Regions from separate parts of the Mus musculus genome. Here all the other regions are linked to region 3. Evidence: chromatin contacts called from public ChIA-PET and promoter capture Hi-C data. All regions are on one chromosome and are shown on one strand. Each heading gives the region's core, a stretch centred on a gene start, on an enhancer-like site or on the middle of the called end of the contact. The rest is flanking DNA. Distances are from core to core; before and after follow the strand shown. Region 1 holds the start of Platr7 (pluripotency associated transcript 7). Region 2 holds the start of Rtcb (RNA 2',3'-cyclic phosphate and 5'-OH ligase). Region 3 holds the start of Fhl4 (four and a half LIM domains 4). Region 4 holds the start of Prdm4 (PR domain containing 4). Region 5 holds the start of Nuak1 (NUAK family, SNF1-like kinase, 1).

What was found. Promoter capture Hi-C pulls out the DNA fragments that hold promoters and counts their contacts. ChIA-PET counts read pairs in DNA pulled down with a chosen protein or histone mark. Capture Hi-C pulls out chosen DNA fragments and counts their contacts.
Region 1: a contact with region 3 is called in a promoter capture Hi-C map of pre-B cells, with 4 times the contacts expected there. The contact joins the promoter of Platr7 here to the promoter of Fhl4 in region 3. A contact is called at or near these places in 4 of 39 promoter capture datasets (the 3T3-L1 cell line, liver, pre-B cells and 1 more), 1 of 115 datasets of contacts at active chromatin or transcription factors (extraembryonic endoderm stem cells) and 1 of 9 other capture datasets (adipose tissue).
Region 2: a contact with region 3 is called in an RNA polymerase II ChIA-PET map of memory CD8 T cells, with 13 read pairs. The contact joins the promoter of Rtcb here to the promoter of Fhl4 in region 3. A contact is called at or near these places in 2 of 39 promoter capture datasets (hippocampal neurons and liver) and 2 of 115 datasets of contacts at active chromatin or transcription factors (large pre-B cells and memory CD8 T cells).
Region 4: a promoter capture Hi-C map of liver shows a contact between it and region 3, with 4 times the contacts expected there. The contact joins the promoter of Prdm4 here to the promoter of Fhl4 in region 3. A contact is called at or near these places in 14 of 39 promoter capture datasets (the 3T3-L1 cell line, 3T3-L1-derived adipocytes, cranial neural crest and 8 more), 3 of 484 Hi-C or Micro-C datasets (B cells, CD4 T cells and CD8 T cells), 5 of 115 datasets of contacts at active chromatin or transcription factors (astrocytes, extraembryonic endoderm stem cells, large pre-B cells and 2 more) and 2 of 9 other capture datasets (adipose tissue and embryonic stem cells).
Region 5: a promoter capture Hi-C map of liver shows a contact between it and region 3, with 2.3 times the contacts expected there. The contact joins the promoter of Nuak1 here to the promoter of Fhl4 in region 3. A contact is called at or near these places in 4 of 39 promoter capture datasets (cranial neural crest, hippocampal neurons, liver and 1 more), 1 of 484 Hi-C or Micro-C datasets (embryonic stem cells) and 1 of 9 other capture datasets (liver).

The regions. Positions count from the first base shown.
Region 1 is chr10:84,551,987-84,554,686 of GRCm38.p6, reverse strand. Platr7 (pluripotency associated transcript 7) reads left to right here and starts at 1,349. Exons shown (of 4, transcript NR_040658.1): 1 at 1,349-1,427; 2 at 1,977-2,039.
Region 2 is chr10:85,956,489-85,959,188 of GRCm38.p6, reverse strand. Rtcb (RNA 2',3'-cyclic phosphate and 5'-OH ligase) reads left to right here and starts at 1,396. Exons shown (of 12, transcript NM_145422.4): 1 at 1,396-1,574. The coding sequence starts at 1,482.
Region 3 is chr10:85,101,222-85,103,935 of GRCm38.p6, reverse strand. Fhl4 (four and a half LIM domains 4) reads left to right here and starts at 1,441. Exons shown (of 2, transcript NM_010214.4): 1 at 1,441-1,640. It overlaps Tmem263 (transmembrane protein 263), which reads right to left and starts at 1,309. Exons shown (of 3, transcript NM_001013028.2): 1 at 939-1,309.
Region 4 is chr10:85,915,551-85,918,250 of GRCm38.p6, reverse strand. Prdm4 (PR domain containing 4) reads left to right here and starts at 1,265. Exons shown (of 12, transcript NM_001302886.1): 1 at 1,265-1,443; 2 at 1,522-1,727.
Region 5 is chr10:84,439,201-84,442,003 of GRCm38.p6, reverse strand. Nuak1 (NUAK family, SNF1-like kinase, 1) reads left to right here and starts at 1,336. Exons shown (of 7, transcript NM_001004363.2): 1 at 1,336-1,889. The coding sequence starts at 1,647.

The DNA.
Region 1 (2,700 bases), core at 100-2,599, 550 kb after region 3:
CGTGCCCCAGAGTTTGCTTTGGTTTGGTTTTCACGAGGCTATCTAAGTTCACTCTGAAGCTGTCTAAATTTCTCTTCAGTTCCCCAATGTCTCTGACCATATCTATGTATTTAGACTGCCTTCTAAGTGAGCGTGGGGGATGTTTCCATAGAGACTGAAGAAGGGCTGCTGTTCCATCTATAACAGTCTCCCCTAGGGCCTATGACCTCCAGGACCATAGGCTTTTGACCTTGTTTATAGTAGCAGACATGAATTTCCTCCTGTGGTGCAGGCCTCACAGCCAATCAGAGAGCAGTTGTTTGCTTTCATAGCATCATGTCACTATTGCCTGCATAGGCACATAGGACCAGAGACGGGAAGGTAGACCATCTCAATGTACAAGTTCATGGAGTCTGAAGTGGCTAGGATAGTAAACTTCAGAAAAGATGTTTCCAAGCAACTTGTGGAGATCTTGGGTAAGGCCTTAAATTTCCTCAGGACACTGATTTTGAAATTTTAGTGTGTTTTATCTCGTCATGTGGAGAGACTGAAGCTGGAAGGAAAGGGAGAAGGAAAGAGGGGAGAGAGAAGAGAGAAGGTGACCTTCCCTCCCCAGGCTGCAGAGAGGAACTGGTACAACTAGTTTATTGCACTTCACTTTACTGTCCTCTTAAGATAATTTCATTTTCAGAGAATTGTTTCATTTTTATTAACATATATTAATTATACATGTTAATGGCATCCAGTGTGACATTTCCACACATGCATGCAGTGTGCACTAATGAAACCCAACCTCTATTCACATCTCCCCCAACCTCTCTCTGTCCTGTCCTCTGTGTGTGTGATTGTGTATGTGTGTTATATGTGTGTGTAGTATGTAGGTATTTGCATGTGTGTGGACACACATGTGTGGAAACATGCACATGTATGCGTACATATGTGGAGCTTAAGGTTGATGTCTAGAATCAGTTTTAACCATTCTTTCACCATATTCTTTGAGGCAAGGGCTTTTAATCATATCCAGAGAGTACTGGTGGGAAACCTCGCTAGCTAGCTAGCTCTGGGGCTTCCTAGCTCATTTAGGAACAACAGTAGTAGCTTCTCCTCTAGGGCCTATGACCTCCTGGGCCATGGGCTTTTGACCTTGTTTACAGTAGCAGATATGAATTTCTTCCTGTGGTGCAGGCCTCAAGTCCAATCAGAGAGCAGTTGTTTACCTCTATAGCAACCATGCCATGACTGCATGCACAGGCATGTCTTGCCTGGCAGACCAATAGTATGGCATATAGTGTACACAGGTATGTAACACAGTTGGTAGCCTTAACAACTCCCCCATGCCCAAACCCCAGCCACCTGCACATCACTTTCCAGCACTATTGAAGAGAGCAAGTCAGGGGAGACATTCCAGCTCAATTCCAGCTCGGTTTCATCATGCTTACAACTACCAGGTGTGGTGTTTTCTGCAATAGGATCTTGTTGTGGACATTCTTATTTATGGCTGAATGATATTTTGTTGTGAACATAGATCACATTTTCTTTATCTATTAAAGGGCCCTTAGGGTCACTTAGTGTCTTAGCTATTATGAATACTGTCATGATTAAACATGGGCATGTAGACATCTTGTTGATACTCTGTTTTAGTTGTCTTTGGATATATACTCAAAAGTGGGAAAGCTAGGTCATATAAAGATCAAGATTTTAGGGAACCACAATGGGAGCTGGAGAGATGGCTCAGCGGTTAAGAGCACTGACTGCTCTTCCAGAGGTCCTGAGTTCAATTCCCAGCAACCACGTGGTGGTTCACAACCATCTGTAATGGGATCTGATGCCCTCGTCTGGTGTGTCTGAAGACAGCTATAGTGGACTCACATACATAAAATAAATAATAATTTTTAAAAATCTTAAAAATTAAGAATCACAATGGACATTCATTCTATATGTTTCTCTACCTTCTCTCTTTTGATGCTTACCACCTTTTTGGTTTTTGTTTTTGGTAGTCATTCTGAGAGGAGATAGAATCTCATTGTGGCTTGTATTTGCATTTCTCTGGGCTAAAGATGGTAAGTATTTTTTTCTATTAGTTCCAGACTTGTATTTCTTCTTTTGAAAAGTATCTGTTCAGATAATTTGCTTATTTAGAAACAGTGTTACCTAGATTTTGTTATCAGGTTGAAAATTGTGATTTTTTTTTTTAAGTGAAAGGTTTGGGAACCGTGCATCTTCCAAGGCAGGTCTACCAGTGCCATTTCCCGTAAAGCAGTTTACCAGAGCCATTTCCCATAAGGCATGTTCTCATTTAATTTTGTGTTACAATTTGGTTATTCTCATAATATTTCAAAATTTTCATCAATATTAGCGTGTTATGGGGCTCTGTGATTAGAGTCTTTGAAGATAATATTGTGAATGTCAAAATACCAACACTGACAGGAGCTCAGAAGACTGCAGACAGTATCATAGGATGTAGGCTCGGCTAAAACAGAGCCCGAGAGAATACTGAAAGCAGTTTCAGCCTGGGTAACATTCAATGAGCTAGCCAACCCTAACCCTGTGGTGGTCTGAATAGGTTTGCTGCCTCCCCCCACCCCCCTCTAGACTCATGTCTTTGAATGCTTGGCTCACAGGGAGTGGCACTATTAGGAGGTGTGGCCTTGTTAGAGGAAGTGTGTCACTGGGCTTTGAGGTTGGCTATGCTCAAGCTCTGCCCAGTGTGGAAATCAGAGC
Region 2 (2,700 bases), core at 147-2,646, 860 kb before region 3:
CTTAGGTTACTGGGGGATAGAAGAGGGCTGTATAAGTACTTAACATCCTGGTCTAGTTACTCCTCCAGTTTCATGTCTGTGACCTTCAGAGCCACTATGAATAATTATGATCCCATTTCATAGAAGTGAAAACAGAGGAATGTATCACACAAAGGTGGTAATGGCATAGGCGGAACCTGAACCCAAGTCTTCCTGATTGCTATGGTGGTGTTTTTCACAGGGTAGGACTATCCTGCAAATCACTGCCAGCTTTCTTATCCCAAGAGCAAGAGTCAATTAAGTTTAAAGGTACAGACACAGGACACAGTCCAAACAAAGCTATGGAACACAGTGATCCCTGAAAGAGGGATTTATCCATCTTTGTAGGGAATTGCTGGCCAGAGCAGATTTCCTTCACAAGCATTTGTAGAAATAAATGATACAGTGTTGTGATATGCTTCTTTTGGATGCTCATTTTGTAATGGAGTGTTTGTTGTACATCTTCAATCTCATTCTGATACATTGCAAACGTCATTAGTATTTTATCTTGCTCAGCTGTTTCACTAATGTTCATGGGGCATGAACTCCAAACTGTATGTTCTATATAGCAGTTGACCTGATCCAGGGTGAAGAGGTTTCAGGAGCAGCTCAAAAACATTCTTAAAGCAGTATGTCTTCAATAGCAGCAGTCAGGAGACATTGGCAAGGGTATCTGTGAGAGTTCGAAGCCAACCCGGATACATAGGCTCACCAAGGCTAAGTATCGAGATCTTACTTTAAAAAAGGGGGGGGGGTGAAGGGAGGGAGGGAGAGAGAAAGGGGGAGGGGGGAAGAAAGGAAAAAGAGAGAGAAAGAAAGAAAGAAAGAAAGAAAGAAAGAAAGAGGGGAAGAAAGAAAGATAGAGGGAAAGAAAGAAAGAGGGGAAGAAAGAAAGAGGGGGAGAAAGAAAGAAAGAAAGAAAGAAAGAGGGAAAGAAAGAAAGAGGAAAAGAAAGAAAAGGAAAGAAAGAAAGAAAAAAGGAAGGAAGGAAGGAAGAAAGACAGACAGACAGACAGACAGAAAGAAAGAAAGAAAGAAAGAAAGAAAGAGGGAAAGAAAGAAAGAGGGGAAGAAAGAAAGAAAGAAAGAAAGAAAGAAAGAGGAAAAGAAAGGAAGAAGGAAAGAAAGGAAGGAAAGGAAGGAAGGAAGAAAGAAGAAAGAAAGAAAGAAAGAAAGAAAGAAAGGAAGAAAGGAAGGAAGAGAGAGAGAGAGAAAGAAAGAAAGAGGGAGAGAAAGAAAGAGGGGGGGGAAGTGCAAGTGAAGACTAGCGCTGTAATTCATTGTAACGAGATGATCAGGACTCGCGCGAAGAGTTTTGAGCCTCGGCGCTTGCCATCTTCCCTCCTGGAGCGGAGCTGGTCGCGCCTGCGCCCTGAGAGGCGGCGCTGCGTGGAGCGGGTGGACTGCGGGGTGGTTTCTCTTTCTAAGCGTAGCCAGGAGCTATCGCTGGCCTCGCCGCCACCATGAGTCGTAACTACAACGATGAGCTACAGTTCTTGGACAAGATCAATAAAAACTGCTGGAGGATCAAGAAGGGCTTTGTGCCCAACATGCAGGTGAGTTGGGGCAGCGGCCTTGGGAGCTGCAGGCCGCGACTCCGCCGCGAACCGGCGGCCTCCGCCCAGCGCAGGGCTGCGGGGTTCCAGGTCTCCCTCCTCTGCAGACTGCACGCGCCAGGTCCACACACACGAGGACAGACGGACGCAGCGTGGGGGCTCACGCGTGTTTTCCCCACGCACCATCAGACACGGTGTTCCTGGTCTTCCGAGATTTCTGTGGACTTTCCCAAGTTGGCACCGCCAGCCAGGAACTCTGTTTCTCTTGAGTCCTGATATTTAGTTAACGTTTACAGATGGCATTCTCCAAACTTAACTGGGTTTTAACGTAACGACAATCGGCATGATTCGAGCTTTTAATATGCTCTTGGCGGAGGACCCCCGAGTTGGTGGGTAACTTATCTGTACCCATCTAGGAAGACAACCCTGAATTCGTATCGAGTCCACTTCTCTCAGCCTGAATGATGTGTTTCAGCTGAAGGCTTGGGAGCCAGAGACCAGGATCTGAAACCCTGGGCCTGCTGTCGCCACCGCCGTGTGTACTCGAAAGTTCCGATAAACGTTGAGGAAGAAAACACTTGTGAGGTTTTGGCACATGTGTTAAGTGACACCGTCTCATAAATGCCATGAGAATGCAATAAAGATTTGCAGTCCTTTGTCTTAGTAAAAAGTTTCTGATAGGCTTCGCTTGGTGGCTCGGGCCTATAATCCCTGGAGGCTGGGAAATGGAAGATCCATTCAGGACTGGTTACACAGAGAAGCCTTGCACCACTTTGCAAGGTATACTAGGGAGAAAAAGTCCACAGCAGTGAAACAGTATTTTCCTTTGTTGTGTGGAAGAAGGGAAGGCTGGTTGGTAGAGTCTTGCTAATTTATTAAGTGACACATGAAAATTGTACATTATATCCGTGTGTGTGTGTGTGTGTATAATATATATACGCATATATTATATACATATATATTATACACACATACATATTATATATATATATATATATGATGCTTTTTATAATGCGTAAGTTATATAATAGCAAAATCATGATAGACATATCGCCTCAGAAATTTGTGAGCAGTTTTTCCGTTTTGAAGATCGTTGATTAGATTTTACGGGTTGGACATTTCCAGT
Region 3 (2,714 bases), core at 192-2,691:
AGACACAATCAAGTAAGATTTCGCTTCCTAGTCTAGGTGTTTCTAACTCTTCCCAGCAGCCCTAGCTCCCCCTCATTGATCCACCTTTAGGCACAAGCAAGTCTTTTTTTTTTTCCCCTGAGCAGAGCAGTGACGTGGCAGGAGAGGCAGAAAATGACCCTAGAGGCTGGTGCTGGCTTGGACACCTCCTTCCTCCGCCCCTTCGTTGTCCATCCAGCACACCCTAGTTCCTGCGGAATTCCAATATAAGACGGGCTTAAGAGAGACGATCCAACTTGATCCCGAGTGGCAGCTCCGGGGCTAGACTAGATGCTGCTTGTGCATGGCAGGCTCGGTTTTGGATTGAGCTTGGGGTCGGCAGTGACTGCACTGGCGGCTGCTCCAGGACTCCTTCCCCCCTGCTCCCCAGTCACTCCTTGACACTGCCAGCGCCCCTCTTCATTCCCACACCTGCGGGCTTAGAACAGGCGTGGGAGTGGAGTTCCCGATTTAGGAAGAGCAGCGGGAATCTCCGCTTGGAGCCAAGCCCTGTGTACTTGAACCCACCGGGACCGTTTATCAACAGGTCAGAAGTTAAGTGGGGCAAGGAAGCTGGGCTCCTCCTCGGATGCCCCATCTCCTCCTCCGCACCAGCCTGACACTCAAGGCAAGAGGTCAGACCCAGGCTTCCAGAGCGACTCCCTTCAACTGCAGACACCGCGTCCACAAACTCGTGGACCCACTGGGGTAACCCCATACCTCCGTACGCCCCCCAACGACTCCCGCCCATCCCCCTCCCGTTCAGTGTCCCCCCGCAAAGGGCCAGGCTGGAGCGGCCAGGCCCCGGGGTCGTGCAGGTGAGGTGCAGATGAGGCTAACGGGAAAGGGCCCGGAGTGCGGCCACTCAGGCCGACGACACCCTCCCGCCCCCGCCCCAGCCATGGGACACACTCACTCACCGCGGGGTCGAGGCCGGGAGCTGCGGCCGGGCGGAGGGAGCGGTGGCACGGAGAACAGCAGAAGCGGCCGGGGCAGCAGAGGCCCTGATGCGGCCCGGGAGTGGCTTACGCGACCTAGATGCTCTTCTCCGGCTCAGAAGTCGGAAGACTCTCGGTGCGAGGTCGGTGCGAGGCGGCGGCGGCGGCAGCGGCGGCTTCTGGCTGCGGACGTGGCGCCTGACGCGACCCGCCCCCTCCGCAGCCTCCGGAGCTCCCGCCTCCTCCCGCGCCTCGGGTTCCGACGCGCACGCGCACTCGCGCCCCCGGCCCTCCGCCCCCCCACCTCCCGCGCCCACCGGTCGCTCGGCGCGCGCAGCCCTCCCAGCAGCCCCCGGCCAGCCTGCGCGCGCGCCTCATCCGGAGGGTCTCCCCGCCCCCTCCGCCCCGGCCACCCAATCAGAGCAGGCGAGGGGGCGCTGCCCCGGCGAGGCGCGCGCCTCCGGCCTCGCCCGAGTCTTCGGCCACTCTCCGGGCTCGAGGGAACTAACGGTTATGGGGGTTTAGAACTTCTCCCCTGAGGAGGGCGGCATGCTCGCCGGTGTCTCCCTCTCCTTCGCCCAGGGGCTTCAACCTTTAGCTGCTGCCCTAAGGGAGTGACGGGCAGGGCCTCTGTCAGTCGCTCTCCCCAGGGCGCTCTGCGAGCCTGTGTCACCGAGTGATAGGGTGAGGCGAGGCCTTGCTAATTTGTGTGGGGTTTTTGTTGTTGTTGTTGGTCCACCTGGAGTCCTTGAGCGTAAACATGTCAGGTTCGCCCTCATCACACAGCGGATGCCCAAGGCCTTTCAGGGGGCCTTGAATTTTGGTAGCGAAAGAAGGTTGGTTCATCGATGTGAGAATTGAACTGGAGAGGGAGGAAAACTGTCACTTCCTAACTAGGGCTTCGTCAGGGCCCCTCCACGTTCTTGCCAGCCTTGGGGGGAGGGGGGATCCCTGGTGGGGTCCTGTAAAGTATTGAGCAGCCTAAGAAGATGCTGTCTGGGAAGTCCTCTGGGTTCAGCGTTGCCTCTGCTTCAGATGGGAAACAGGACAGTGAGCTTCCAAGGGGGCTTGTGATAGCTGCCTAGGAAGGCTGTGAGGAGGAAGCAGAGACGTGACGAAATGGCTACCTGACTAGATAATTGCTATTAGCTTTTCCTTGACTCTCAACATCTTTAAGATAAAAATGACAATAAGTCCACCCTACACTTTTGGGAAAGATAAGAAGAGAGACTGTGGGTGTAAGGGGGCTTTACTGAGAAATTATACCAAAACGTGAGATTTTTTTTCTTTTCACGACCTAGTTATCAAGTGGAAACATACACAGGACAGGGGACCTCAATTTTTAAATGAAAGTAATCAGCGTGGTGTAACTGGATAGCAAGTGTTTATCAAGTCTCAGAAAAGGGATGCTAACAGCAACAACAAAAAATCCTGAGAGGGAGCTAACCTTGGTTCAGTTCTTAAATAGAATGAACTAGAGCTTAACCGTTATCAAATCGATGAATTAAGTCCATTCAGATCACTGTGCTGAAATTATGATAATCTTGTTTTACAGAACTAAAAGAGAATGATGATTAGGAGAGTTTGAACTGTGGTATTAACTGAGTACCAATCTTTTATTGTCATAGACTCCTGAATTCTTAATAGGATTTTAATAGGTGATTTCAAGATTGAACCCTGGGCAAAATTACAATGCAGAACTTTATAACTTTCTTTCCAAATTGACTTACAGTTTTGCTAGTAATTAAGGCTATAATT
Region 4 (2,700 bases), core at 16-2,515, 810 kb before region 3:
GCCCCACCTCTTACTTTTTAAATGCATTTTTACACATGACAAAACTCACCAATCTTTACTATTTGATCAATCTTTATAAACATATACAGGCATGTAACCATTATCCAAAATGGTCCCTCATGTCTGTCTTTCTATATAGGCAATTTCATCTCTTCACCTATCACTAACTTCCAACATCCATCAGAGCTGTTAGTAAAGTCTTGGCCTTTTCTAGAATTTTATACAGACTTCTAGTCTTTTGTTTCTGATGTTTTTTTGCTCAGTGTAGAAAGCTTCTAGAGGTCTACCTACATGCAAATAGCTTGTTACTTTTTATTGCTGCCTAGGGCTCCACAACGGTGATTCAGTGCAACTCTTTATTGGTTGATGACAGATCATTAACAAAGTTGCAAGGAACTTAGTACATATGTCTTTGTACATACATACATACATACACACATGTATATGTTTCTGTATTGGGTAAATACTTAGGTATGATTAGTGAATTGTGGGGTATGGGATATTGCCATAAATAGACTGACAAGGTGGCAAAGAGGGTAAGGCTCTTTAGTCCCTGGTACCCACATGTGGGAAAGAGAGTGTAAGTTGTTCTCTAACTTCTTTTACACATGCACATTTGCTTTCACATCCACCCACCCACTCATATGAATAAACATTATGTCAAAAGTTGGCTACCGAGCAGATGTTGTGGTTCCAATGATTATTCTAAGTAAGCACTGTGCCTGTCCGTGCAGAAGGGACGGGAAGGCAAAGAGAGAAGAAAAACACCTGCACAAATCCCAACATCATCTTTTATGATGTGGGAGCAGGGAAACTTCACACAGGGTAAAAGAGTTTCAGAATCGAAACCCGATTACTCCTGGGCCACACCGCCGTCTGGCCCAATCCTATATTTAAAAACGTTGTGTTATGTGGATTCATGCTTCCCTACTTGAGGCCATGCCATCTGGACAGAAAAGCAGAGTCTGGAGAACGTTGGAGTTCAGAACGCACCCCTAGCACGTGTATCAGTTCTGGTCTCCTAGCAACGGCGGAGCGATTATTCGGCCCTCGATTGGATCGGCACCCAGCTGAGCTGCAACACTCTGGGTGGAGCGTCTCTAAGCCCGCCCACTCCCGGGGCTCTGCGGTTCTCCACACGCAGAGAGGGGGCGGTGCGTATCCCCGGAAGAGCGGGTCGGAGCGCAGGCCGTAGGCAGGTAGCACGGACGCAGAGTGGCTGGGAAGCCGGAAACGGGCCCGGAGTGGCTGAGAAGCCGGAAAGGCGCCCCCGAGGGTGCGGCCCCGTGAAGGCGGCGGGCCTGACCGGGCGGGGCCGGGCGGGAAATGTTAGGAGAGCTGTAAACCGGGCGCGGGGTCCCGGGAGGCAGGAGCGTCCGGGCCGACGTTCGGCCCGATGACGAGCCAGGCGGCCGGGCCAGTGCTCCCCAGCGCGGGCCTCAGGTGGGCGACGCGGCGGGGCGGGCTCGAGCGGCCCGGGGCAGGGAAAGGCCACGGCTGATCGCTCTTCTCTTCTTCCAGGTCGGCCAGTCCGGCTGCCAGCGCTTCTGGGAAAACAGCCCCGGGCGCCGCCCAGCATGCCGGGCCCTCGCCGCGGAGCGCAGCCGCCGGCCCTCGGAGACGTCGGGCAGTGCGGGGAGGCGCGGCCACCGGCGGGATGTGGTAGCACGTGACACCGGCCCCATCGCGCACCTAGCAGCCGCCGGCCCCCTGCCCTGGACGTGCAGGTGAGCAGGGCAGGTCCCCAAGGCAGGGCCGAGGGAGCGGGGCGGACGCCGCCGGAGACTCAGTCTTTGTTTGGGTGCCTTCGGGCCACACGTGTGACGCGTAAATGGATTTGAGCACCTGAACCCAATAGAAATATCCAGAGTACTAGTTGGTTCCTGGGGTGATTGTTCTGAGTAGCCGTACATTGTTAGCTGCTTGGCACCTCTTTCCTGTCGTATTTTAGCTTTCGCTATTTTAATTTGGAATGTTACTGTAGTATCATAGTTCTTCACCTTTGGGGGTTTGCGGGTTACTGTAGCCAGGGATGGTGGAGTGCGGAGGTGAAGTTTTTAAATTGTGCAAGTCTCCTGAACTAGAAGGTACTGTGTTAGCGGAGTAGTAAAGACGGAGCAGTATTTAGCTGGGTTCCCCCCCCCCCCGCCCCCAAAAGCTTTTAAAAGGCTGTCAATATAGCGGGGAAGAGAAAACGTATTGACTGAAATTATTGGAGCTGGTTGATGCATTTTGTAAAGTGGCTGTATTCCTGTTAGTTTCTTAAATGTCATTTCCAGAAAACAGCGCGAGGTTTGCAACCAACAATTGATCAACTTCGGTCAGTTAGAAACATAAAAACAGCTAAGAATAATTGGCAGAAGACACAGTGACAAGACAGAAAGAACTCAGTATCCTTTAGGCCTTCTTAGGACGGTGATATGAGGTTGGTAGAATGGCTGTGCCTTGTTGAAGGGGAAGGTCCCTTGGGAGTCACTGTGTGCAGCATTCCTTCCTGGTGTCTTCTGTCTTTGAGTACTTGTGACCTTTGGTTTATGGCTGTTGAGGCCATCACGTTTTGGGGACTCACATCAAACAGAAATCTGCTGAGCCTCTGTTACTAAAGTCTTGTTTGAACGGGTGTGAGAAGGTCCAGAATTTCACACGAGTTATTATTGATGATGACATTGTATAGACGTTCAGGAGCTTTAAGAATAGGAG
Region 5 (2,803 bases), core at 87-2,586, 660 kb after region 3:
CGAGAAGACAGGCTGTTGCTAGAGTCCAGTGTAAGGTGAGAAGTAGACAAGAGTGAAGTCAGAAGGAATTTGGAGGGCGGGAGGAACCTGAGGGCTGCAGAAGGAAGTGCCAGTACTTGGAGACTACACCAGATGCTCTTCCTGGTCGGTCTTCCCACCCTAGTGTGGAACAATGTAATTTATGTGAAATTACTTTAAAAAATTTCTCAAGATACCTTTAATTTTTTCATGTCTTATTTTTCCTCCCTTCATCTCAGGAGAACCAGGGCAGCCTTGCTGGGAGGCCTTCCTGCCTGACCTTCACCTGGTGGGGTGAGATCTGGCCGTTTTAGTCAAAGGAAAATTCCCATCGCCTGAGGGGGTCAAGAGGCCTGCAAGTGGCCTCTGGCTTGGACAAGGAACTGCTCAGCAGGCCAAGGCCTAGGCTTATCTCAGAGCCTTGGTTTGTCGGAAAGGGGTCTTTCCAATGGCGCTGGGCAGCTCAGGGGACCCAGCTCCATCCAGGCCCCCACTTCCCTCCTCTTAGGTGTTGGTCCCTGTTGGACTCCCGAACTTTACCGGGAGATCGGAGCCCTGGAGAAGGGCCGGGTTCCTCCTTCGAGCCTCCCTTCGTTCCTGACTCCGCCTTTCTCCCTGAGAGAGCCGGGGTTCCGAAGCATCCCTCTCGGGGACTTTCCAGGCTCCGCGGTTGCTCCAGGAGGGCCCTGCCCTGACCGTGCCGGAGCTGGGGGCCTGCAGGGCCTCGGCGGCTGGAGGGGACTGTGACTCACCGCCGGTAACCCAACACCGCTGGGCCTCCTTTCAACCCAGCCTCCCCCTGCTCCAGCGAGCCTGGCGGCCTCCGCCACACCATAACAAACATGAAGAAGGGTGGCCCAGGAGGCTACAGCCCCGGGCCACAGAGCGTGAGCCTGGCTCTGTGCGTTGTCGCCTCTGCGGCCTCGGGGACCTGCGACCTTTATCCGAGGCCGATCGGCCCAAGCTAGCTGCGGACGGCCCGCAGTAGTTCCGGAGGGTGAGTGCGGGACGCTCGGGGAGGGGACAAGAGCACTGACGATCCCCAACCCCTCCACCTCGACCCACCCGGGACCTTGCGTCCCCACCCGGCGAGGACAAAGCAGCCGGGCCGCCGCCCCGGCCTGCGCCGCGCCGCACAAAGAGTGAACAACGACACGCACCCCGCCCCCTCCCTGCTCGGTGGCCCGGCGCGGAGGTGGGGACACCCGGGCGCCCGCCCCGCGTTCCCCTCTCGCCCCGCCCCGTCTGCGCGTCCTCCCGGCGCGGGGGCGGGGGGCGCGGCGCCCCACATAACACTCCTCTCCAGCGCGCGGAGCCACCCTCTCCCCTCCTTCTCGCCAACACCACCGCCTCCCCTGACATCGCTGCCACCTCGCCGGACGCTCCGCAGATTGCCGCGGCTGGCCAGGGGGCGGTGCGCCGAGCGTGCGCGCCCGGGACGCCAGATGTGCAGTCGCCGCCGCCGCCGCCGCTAGTGCCCCAGCGGCAGCCAGAGCCAGGTCGGGTCGTCTCAGCAATGCTGCTGCGGGGGCGACCTTGAACGCACCCCGGTTTCCCTCGGTGGGGACCACCCCGAGCCCCTGTGCCGGGACCTGCCCTCTCCAACTCGGCTCGCCCTGCGCTTGGTCATGGAAGGGGCGGCAGTGTCCGCGGCAGGGGATGGCCCTGCTGTAGAGACCGGCTTGCCGGGCTCTCCGCTGGAGGCGGTGGCCGGGGCGACTGCAGCCCCAGTGGAGCCCAGGAAGCCGCACGGGGTGAAGCGACATCACCACAAACACAACTTGAAGCATCGCTATGAGCTGCAAGAGACCCTGGGCAAAGGTACCTACGGCAAAGTCAAGAGAGCCACCGAGAGGTTTTCAGGCCGAGTGGTGAGTAAGGGAAATTCCTGGAGGGGTTCGAGCTGGTTCCCTGGTGGCCCAAGATGGGGGCGGGGAGACGGTCTGGGGGCACCACGCCACCGGGGCTCCCTTCTCTAGAAAGGTTTCAGCAGAAGCCCCCAGTCAGACTCCTCACTTTCCTTTCAGCACCCCGTGACTCAGGTGTATATCTCCGAAAACACTTGTTACATCTTGTCTGCACATATTTTGGGGGCTTCTCTCACCCCACCTTTTTTATTTTTTTATTTTTTACCCCAGCTAGCAAAGTAGTGTTTAGGATTCACATTTTGCAGCTTTGAGAACATGGGGTCTTCCCCAAAGACACACCTTCAGACCTTGTCCGGGAGTTCCTTATTTGTACAAACTCCAAAAAGACCTACATTATCAGCCATGAAGCTGGGCTCGAAAGTGTGGTGTCCTGTAGTTGCTCAGGACCCCCGCTTCTTTCCCATCTACCTGCAGTCCCACTTCTCCTTTCCACTGGGATGCTTGCTTACCCTGATGCTGCTCTTGCTGCAAAAGACAGACTCCTCCTGTCTATCAAACCTAAAAGCTTCTACTGAATGTCTGAGGTTTCTTGACAGCTTGCATTCCCGCCTCTGGCAAGCATGACATGTCCCTGGCAGGGGTGGCCATTCAGTCCCAGAGTTGATTTGCAGCAGGCTCGCTTGCCTTACCAGGTCCTGGCTTCAGGACTACTTAAATTGTTCAAGGGGTCTGGCCGGCCGCACCCGATACAGCTGAAGCTCTGCCAGGTGCCTCGGGGGCTCAGTATTGTCCCAGTTTTGGATTGTTGTCGGTTCCCCCTCTGCAGAACAGGCCCTTGAAATCCACACTGGTTGTGGCTAGAGTTGGGTTCAAAGTGACTGACTCTTGCAGAAAGAGTTTGTGTGGTGTATGGCAGA